Linked DNA regions of Zea mays: region 2 is linked to region 1. Evidence: chromatin contacts called from public Hi-C data. All regions are on one chromosome and are shown on one strand. The core of a region is the stretch at or near the end of the contact, and the rest is flanking DNA. Distances in the headings are between cores, read along the strand shown.

What was found. Hi-C and Micro-C count contacts between places; a contact is called where the count stands out from the background.
Region 2: a Hi-C map of tassel shows a contact between it and region 1, with 1.5 times the contacts expected there. The contact joins the promoter of LOC103630365 here to the promoter of LOC541849 in region 1. A contact is called at or near these places in 3 of 25 Hi-C or Micro-C datasets (leaf and tassel).

Annotation. Positions count from the first base shown.
Region 1 is chr6:158,143,185-158,147,672 of Zm-B73-REFERENCE-NAM-5.0, forward strand. LOC541849 (glutathione transferase41) reads right to left here and starts at 2,050. Exons shown (of 2, transcript NM_001111528.2): 1 at 1,671-2,050; 2 at 683-1,531. The coding sequence starts at 2,018. The coding sequence ends at 1,076.
Region 2 is chr6:158,302,223-158,306,710 of Zm-B73-REFERENCE-NAM-5.0, forward strand. LOC103630365 (beta-hexosaminidase 3) reads left to right here and starts at 1,761. Exons shown (of 14, transcript XM_008651423.2): 1 at 1,761-2,520; 2 at 2,694-2,768; 3 at 2,958-2,993; 4 at 3,082-3,193; 5 at 3,411-3,481; 6 at 3,636-3,766; 7 at 4,006-4,071; 8 at 4,302-4,402. The coding sequence starts at 2,194.

The sequences.
Region 1 (4,488 bases), core at 800-3,299:
GCGTGCGCGACGACCTACTGTGCTTAGGATTCTCTTGCACACACCCCTGCCCCGGCACTAATTTCTAGTAGCTGCCGCAATTGATGCTGCCTGCCGCTGCAGCTCGTGCGGTTTCGAAATGTTTTTGTCTCGGGGCCGGCCTGCCGCTGCCGCAATTTAATCTACCGTCATCTTCGTCAGGCGCTGCAGTAGTTTGCGGTGGGTAGCATAGCAGGGTGGATATTGCCCATAATCTATCTGAACGGCGCTCGCAGTTACTACTATACGTCCCCCATTTCACGTGTTTGTACCATGCGTCGTCAATCGTCATCAACCACGAGATAAATTGATCGGTGTTGCTTGCAACTGCAACTGCAATCGGGCAGCAGGACAGGGGCCACCCAGCCGGTATCCGGATTCATCAGGCAGGGCTAGGGCAAACACGAGCAGCCATCAATTCTCAACAGAACAGCATGGGAGGAGGAAATCGGTATGTATATTGACACGCTCCATCAGTCGCTCTGCCGCTTTAATAAATGCTTCTTTCCCGAGCGAGCAATGAGCACCACCGTGCATGCTGACACGCGCATTAACCGGCGCAGTTAATTCGGATCAAAGCTTCGTAATCTACTGTACAGCTATTGAGCTATAGCAGTAGTTATCGGTCGGTGTTGGATCGTAAGTACTCTACTCCTATTGCAGTAGAAATGACCACGCGCACATGGCTTACATTCAAACAAGCGAGCCAAACTGCCACATACAAACACACGAGATTTCGTCCCACTCTCACACACAAGAAGAACAAGTCGCAGCAAACAGAGATTTAACTGCAGGGACGAACTTTATCAAAAAGAAGGGAAGAGTCGGAGAGAGACAGAGAGAGTTGAAAAAAAAAAACTCGACAGCTAGACAAACTGGGCCAATTAACTGTGGCGGCAGCAGAACCGCACTCCAGGCCAGGCCGGCAGGCAGGCACAGGCACGCAGCCACCACACATGGCGCAATCGACTCTGCAAACTATACTGGTACTACGTACTAGCTACTGATGGCTAGCCGGACGGCGCTGGCAGACGCCCGGCGCGACGACGCCCTGCGTTCAAATGTCGACGGCGATGTCAGCCGAGGCCGGCGGTGCGGCGGGGGCGTCGGTGGAGGGCGCGTCCGCGCCGGCGCCGGCGCCGGCCCCCGCGAGGCCGAGCAGCATGTGGCGGAGGCCGCGCGCGTACTCGAGCAGGCGGTCCACCGCGGGGATGGTCTCCCGGACCTCGTCCAGGGCCTCGAAGTCGCGCAGCCAGGCGTGGAAGCGCGGGAAGGCGTCGGCGTCCACGAGGCGCACCCCGGTCACCTCCTCGAACACGGCGAGCCAGTAGGAGCCGCAGCCCAGGACGACGTCCAGCAGGCCCACCTCGTCGCCGCCGAAGAAGCGGCGGCCCCGGAACGCGCCGTCGCGGAGCTCGGACTCGATCAGCGCCAGGTTCTCGTGCACCTGCCGCACCGCCGCCTCCTGGCCCTCCCCCGTCGACGCGAACACCGCGCCCACCGCCGGCCCGAGCTGCAACGAGACAAGCACGGGGACAAAAACGTACGAGACGGGCACGTACGTACGTGTCAGGCAGGCTCAGGCACGCATCGCCTCCTCGCTCCGCAGACGCACGGCACGACGACGGTGGTGTATATATATACATATGTACCTTGTCGTCGGCGAAGTGGCACCAGAACCGCGCGAGCGCGCGGTCGAAGGCGTCGGCGGGGAGCAGCGGGCGGGTCTCCGGCCAGGCGTCGTCAAGGTACTGGAGGATAATGACGGACTCCGGGAGCGCGCGGCCGCCGTGGACGAGCACGGGCACCTTCTTGTGGACGGGGTTGTGGCGCAGCAGCTCGTCGCTCTTGTTCCCCAGGTCCTCCTCCACGTAGTCGTACTCCAGGCCCTTGAGCCGCAGCGCCAGCTGCACGCGGTGCGTGTACGAGCTCGCCCACGACCCGAACAGCATCAGCGGGGATGCCGCCGGCGGGATGGCGTTCTCGGACGTCTTCTCCATGGCTCGCTGTCGAACACTCAAGATGCTTTGTTGCGTGGCCGGCTTGGAGCTCCTGGGGGTTTATATAGGAGAACATATCCTGTAGGCAAAGGACGCCAGTGCTCCCATGCGCAAAATACATCCAGTCCATCCATCCAATATCCAACGGTGTACCGCGGTTTTTTTAATGAACAACACTAACGTGGAAAGCGTGGGATGACTTATTTGCAAAAATGTCATATATATTAACACCGTTGGATACAGAACGGATGGCTTGGATGCATTTTGCTCATGGGAGCATCGGCGTCCTTTGCCTACAGGATATGCTCTCAGAGCGGGACTAGCCACAGGCCCACAGACACGGCGGTGGCACTGGAAGTGGAGCTCACGAGTGGGTCCGATGTGGCGTGTTGGGCCATGGGAACCCGCGCCCGTCCGTCCGTCCGCGATGGGCCGGCCGGGCAGGCTTCCAGCGCACGGCACATCGGCTGGCCGTGGACTTTCTTCCTGTTCATTCACTGTGGGGGAGTGTGAAACTGTGAAGTTGGTTACTGCAGCTTTTACTTTACCGGAAGAGCTGTTTGTTTTATGGGGGTAAAATGGTTCTCATTGGAAGTCTTCGCCGACCGGCGGACGATGCCTTTTCGTCGCAGCTCTGGCGGATTTGCGTGGAGCACTAGTTAGTACTACTCTAGTATAGTAGTAGTAAAGCCGCAGTGATCGAGGAGACCTGACCACCTATGCTACGTCTCGACTTGTTCCCCAATGCTTTGGCTTGCACAACAATCAGCTGGCCAAGCTTTAGTGTAGTGTAGTTTCTGCTGACGACCCGGGACTAACCGTGCCGTACGCTGCGTTCGGCCCCTCACGAAGAAGATGTGGCGGTGACTGTGAAAGCAAAATGGCAAACCCTAGCTAGCTACTACCGATGACTGAAAAAAATAATCTTTGGTCAAAGTGCTTGAAGCCTTGATCCATGCGCTCGAGTCTTGACTAAAACCTGCATGTTCACGACCAAACCCGGCGCACGAAGGAATCTTGCGGTGTGCGTTTGACCGAAGACTGACCACCTGCATCGCTGCTGCATGCATGCATGCATGCAACCCAGAATGCATTTGGCCGGCCAGAATAGATGCAATTATAGACTACTATCTTTTTATTTTTACAGGGAGGGAAACTCCCGTGTCACCTTGTTTCTTTCTCTATCTCTCTCTTGCGTTGGAGACGCAGCGAGAGCAGCGTCTTCGTTTACTGGGCGCTGCATGATCATTGATCTACTACTACATACGTGCACACACGTCCACTGTTGATGCACAGGCAGCGTGCGCCAAGATTCCAAGAACGTACGCGCACGGCACACCAGCACCAACACCAGCCCACGGAAGTGCGGCCACTGTTGGATCGGACTCGGACGTCGAGTAGTCCGGCCGGGCCGGAAAGGAAGGCGACCGCCGGATGGAGGAAAGCAACAGTAGCCGGGGCCGGCCGGATTAGAGATGGCAATGGGGACCCGATCCCCGATTCCCCGCGGGGAATTCCTCTATTAGGGGATGGGTATGAGGAAGTTTCTTCCCCCACGGGGATGTAAATGGGGAAAAGTTCTCCCCCGACGGGTAAACGGGGACGGGGATGGGGAAGCATTCCCCATCCCTGTTCCCCGTGGGGACCCGTTAAACTTACATGTGACAATGTTTTGATGTAATAGTTAATGATAAAAGTAAAGAATTACCTTGTCAAGAGATCACCCGTTGTACAAATACATTAATTTTAATGTGCACATAATGAATTTTACATCTAACAATGTGTATAAGTGACAATATTTTACATTAATAACAAATGAAGTATGATTTAATTATAATTTAAGCGGGGATGGGGATCCCCGACGGGGATTTATCCCCGCGGGGAACGGGGATGGGGAAGAAATGTCCCCCGCAAGCGTTCGTGGGGATCCCCGCGGGGAAATTTTTTTGTCACGGGACGGGTTTGGGGAGCTAAAACCCGACGGGGAATTCCCCGTTGCCATCCCTAGGCCGGATAGACGGCTCGACCAAAAGCGACCGGGTCCGCCGAACTGTTACCATCAGCTGCGCCGCGCGGCGCGCCCTGTGTTTTTACTGTCGCGGTGTCGCCAGTGGTGGTACTGCTGCGCGCGCTTTGCCTTGCCTTCCCTTTCCGCTCGCGTGGCTGGCACGGCACCGGCACGGCCTACATATCCCGTGCGCGTCCACGTACGCTTCAATCAATACCCGGCCGGCCACGAACGTTTCATGCCCAAGTTTACTGCGTTACGTCACAGCTTATACATTGTCACAGTATATATATGCGGCCGGCAGGCGGCAGAACTGAGGTGAAAGCTCACTGGGCTAGGCATGGTTTGCTGATCCTTCCTTTTGCTCGGTTCGGTCTCCCTTTCGGAATTTGCTTCGTGAAGCGTCCATGTCCGCGCTGCAGTGCTTTTATCACTTGGCAAACAAACGTATACGGAAGGAAA
Region 2 (4,488 bases), core at 511-3,010, 160 kb after region 1:
TATATAATTCAATTCAATGGTCCACATGCTGCAAGTCCTGCGTATGCTGGTCCATCAAAGGAACACCTGAACCGTTTTATTTTTCAATCTTGAATTCTCAATGGCATGGTATGTCAGCTGCCACACCTCAACTTTTAAAACCTTTATATCTTCCTTTGTTATTGCTAATTAAGACGTATGTGGTGCGGTGGTATATCTAGATAGCTTGTTTTTCTTCTGTCCTCCACCACAGAATATGGAGCAGAAATAAATCTGTTTCAATTGTCAGCTAACAATTAGAGGTCCGTGCTACAAAAGCGGTGTTTATTATATTGGTGCCATGCATAATACGCTATATTTTTTTTGAAGTTTTACTGCCATGAACGATATATTGTAAGAGAAACTAGCGATCGAAATATGAGCTTCTAAATTGCACCAAGTCTCAAACAACGCTGTATACTTTCAGATGGAGTAGCACCTTGCCTATATGAATGAATAAATAATACACCATTTAAGAAGGCGTCCTTGGTACTGCTTTGAGCAATAATAATAATAAAAAAACTCAGGTCAATGCAAGTACACTGTCCGTTCCGGAAAGGACGATGCGGTTATAGCTCCAGTGCTAAGTCAAACTATCTACTGTTTGATACTCCCTCCGTTTCTTTTTAATTGTCGTTGGATAGTGTAATTTTGCACTATCCAGCGACAACTAAAAAAACAAAGGGAGTAATAAATAATACGTAGTACTGTTGATAACTTTACAAATATAAGCAAGATAGTAGTATAGAAGAAATAAACAGTTAAGATACAATTCGGAAGGCAGGCTGTTATGTGGAGGTGTACCTTATAAAGGAAAACAGAGATAGTAGGAGGTTGAAATGAATACGATTGGATCTGAACTAAGCAAGCATGACTTTGTTTGGAAATTACTATATATATATATAGTGGTAATATATCTGGATGACACCGACACCCATTTCGGTACGTATTTTGCTGCAACACAGGAAACGAAACAGGGCAGAGTGAGCTGACTCCACCCACGTTCCTCCGCGTCGAGGAGTTGAGTACGCCATCGCGTTCCTCGTGGGCGCCCTCGCGCTCGCGCGCGTAAAAAAGATCTCACGTGGCCCTCGCGCGCGCAGCGCATGCAGCACGCAGCAGCAAGAAACAATTGAATATTCATCGGCCGCATGCAGCAGAAGCGCATCAAAGGAAAAGGAAAGGAACAAACACGAAGTCAGGCACCGATCAAGTAACACGGAACTACTAGTATTTTGCAAGAGGTAGGCAATGGCAAACCCTGGCCGGCAGAAGCGCGCGGCAACCCAAAGCGTCACGAGCGTTCGGGCAGCAGGACCATCTCACGTGTCGGTGGTCTATAGTGGCCTGCGAGAAAGGACAGGTGCATGTGAAGTGAGCTGCCAGACCAGACGTCCACGTCCAGTTATCCAGTTTCCATTACACTCCCCGCCTGCCACTCCTTGCAGTTAGTTCTACGGCAGAAGCATCAAAGACCTCATCCGCATGCAAATGGCTCCATGGGTTTTCTTTCACACGGACAAAACACATTATTTATTAGGGCCTGTTTTTTTTGTCACTACAGTTTACATAACCTTTTCTAATTAGGGTTAAGTTCTTAAATTTGACCAGCTAATTTTGACAAATTGTGACCCAGCTGGAGCAAAACGGCCTTCATTCATTCATTCACCAAAACGGCCTAACCCAGATGGGGGCCCACGTGGGTTGGTATATGGTAGGCGGATGAATGCAGATGGAGCAGTTGCGTGCTGCGACTGCGAGCATCCGTGCAGCTGGTCTGCCTGCCATATGCACGCTTTTGTCACAGGCCATAAACAAAAAGGTACGCTCCAGCCTCCAGCCTCCAGTAGAGGTAGGAACTACTAGCATCACATTCCCCTCCCCGCGCCGCCCGGACAGGACAGCGCAAAAGGCCACCTTTCCTTTTCCTCCGACGAGGCCGGCCGGAGCTTTGGGACTTGGGAGTGATTGATTCCATATCATTGCGCATTAGGTGCGCGATCTCCGTCAACCTCCTTGCCTCCACTCCACAGCCCACGCATCCCCCTGCCGCTGCCTGCGCCTACATATCTGACAAACGACCTCCGCTCTGCACCGTGCCGAGACTGCCGACTACCGACAGACACGGTGGTCTGCCACTGCCAGTCTGCCACTGCCAGGCGCCGTCCTGCAGAGATGGCAGCGGCGCTGAGGCCGAGGCTGCTCGTGCTGCTCGCGGTGGCGGCCGCGGCGACCGGGCCGTCGTGCGCCGGCGCCGGCCGCGTCGACCTGTGGCCAATGCCGGCGTCGGTCGCCCGCGGCGCGCAGACGCTCCTCGTCAGCAAGGACCTCAGGCTGTCCACGGCCGGGAGCAGCTACCCCGACGGCAAGGGCATCCTCACGGAGGCGTTCCGGCGGATGGTGGCCGTCGTGGAGCTGGACCACGCCATCAACGGGACCTACTCCCGGGGCGCGCCCGTGCTCGCCGGCGTCCACGTCGCCGTCCGCTCGCCCAACGACGAGGTGGGTGTGGGGCACAGACAGAGCCACAGACTGGACTGGATTCTGGTGGAGCTGGAGCTGGAGACACGCCACGGGCACCCAAGCGCCCCCTGCTGCTCTGCTCTGCTGCATTGCGTTCTCTGCGCCTAGTAGTGCTGATAGATTGCTCTTTTTCTTCTTCTTCGCTTCTGCAGCTCAACTTCGGGGTGGATGAATCGTACAGGTTGTCTGTGCCTGCCACTGGGGATCCGCTGTATGCCCAGATCGAGGTTAGTGTAGCGAGCTGTCCTTGAACTACAAACAAAATGTTTTTTATGGCTCCCGCTCATAAGAGGACCGAGTTTTTGGAGGCACCGTATAATGGCACAAACCATCCTTATCACTTGCTGAAATAACTTATTCACCATAAAAGAAACGTGACACATAATTGATGCTGTTTGTATTGAGATATTTTGCAGGCTCAAACAGTTTACGGAGCGCTTCATGCCTTGGAGGTAAATATGGAAGCGAAACCTATGCACAAGCCAAAATCCGCCCTGTTATATCTTCAACATACCTAATGTATATTTTGCGCTATTGCAGACATTTAGTCAACTGTGCAGCTTTGACTTCAATGCAAACCTGATCGAACTTCATTCAGCTCCATGGACTATCCTGGACGCTCCCAGATTCCCTTACCGAGGGCTCCTCATCGGTAAGCCAGTCTGATTTTTGCTCTGTTTGGAAGAAAAAAAAAGGCAGGTGATCGCCCTCGCCCTAGCATAGGCAGCGGTTTAATTAGGACTTGGTCCAAGTACGGATCAGTGGGACAGATTAGATATGAAAAAGAAACGAATTGTGGTCATGGAGCTCATGCTTGCGAGATCATGCCGAATTCCTTGTTTTAATGTTCCAAACCAATTTTTTTACAGATACTTCAAGGCACTATCTTCCTGTCCCAGTGATAAAAGGTGTGATCGACTCAATGACCTTCAGCAAGCTGGTACGTTTTCGAGTTTCCACACGCAGACCAAACTTCATTAATTAATCCTTAGTGCTGCTACCCTTTCCTTTCCTCCAGAGCTCTTGAAAACATGATATCCTTGAATTAGTTCCGGCTCAGTCATGTGGCCCGTGTAATATCTATCATTGCGCAGAACGTTCTTCATTGGCATATCGTGGACGAGCAATCGTTTCCGCTCGAAATATCTTCCTACCCAAAGTTGTGGAACGGCGCTTACTCTTATTCAGAGAGATATACAGTTGATGATGCACTCGACATCGTACAGTGAGTTCTGTTTTTTTTTGTCATCGTACTGGAACTATATATATCTCAGCAGTCACTTGACACCTAGACCTAGACTTTTAAGTGGCAAACAAAAATATGACTTCATAACTGTGAAAAAAGCAACAATACTATTGTCTGAAAATTCCAGATATTCATCCTTTGCTTAGACTCGAATGTAGGGATTACTTATCTATGCTCCTGGATTTCCCAAGTTAAGATGACATATCAGGGATTCACAGGTATGCTGAAAAAAGAGGCGTGAATGTCTTGGCTGAGATTGATGTACCTGGCCATGCTCTTTCATGGTAATACATTTAATTATGTGCAACATTACTCTTCTTTACAAAATGGGTAATTTGTTTTTGAAAATTATTGATACAAAAAATTATTTCGTTGTTTTTATCATCTGCGCATTCTCATTATATTTTTAGTATATAGAAAGTACATTTTATCTTACAGATGAAATAATACAAATATATTTAAGATTGAACATACCTAAAAATTGTTAAAATTTGGTGCATTTCTCTTGTTTCAGGGGTGTCGGATATCCATCATTGTGGCCATCAGCTACATGCAAAGAACCGCTTGATGTCAGCAATGAATTTACATTTCAACTGATCAATGGAATTCTTTCAGGTTGTGCTCTGTCAAAATGAATTATTATAGATTTAGGCCCGCATTGAACACTTGATAGATCAAGTACTATACGCCTTCATGGTTTG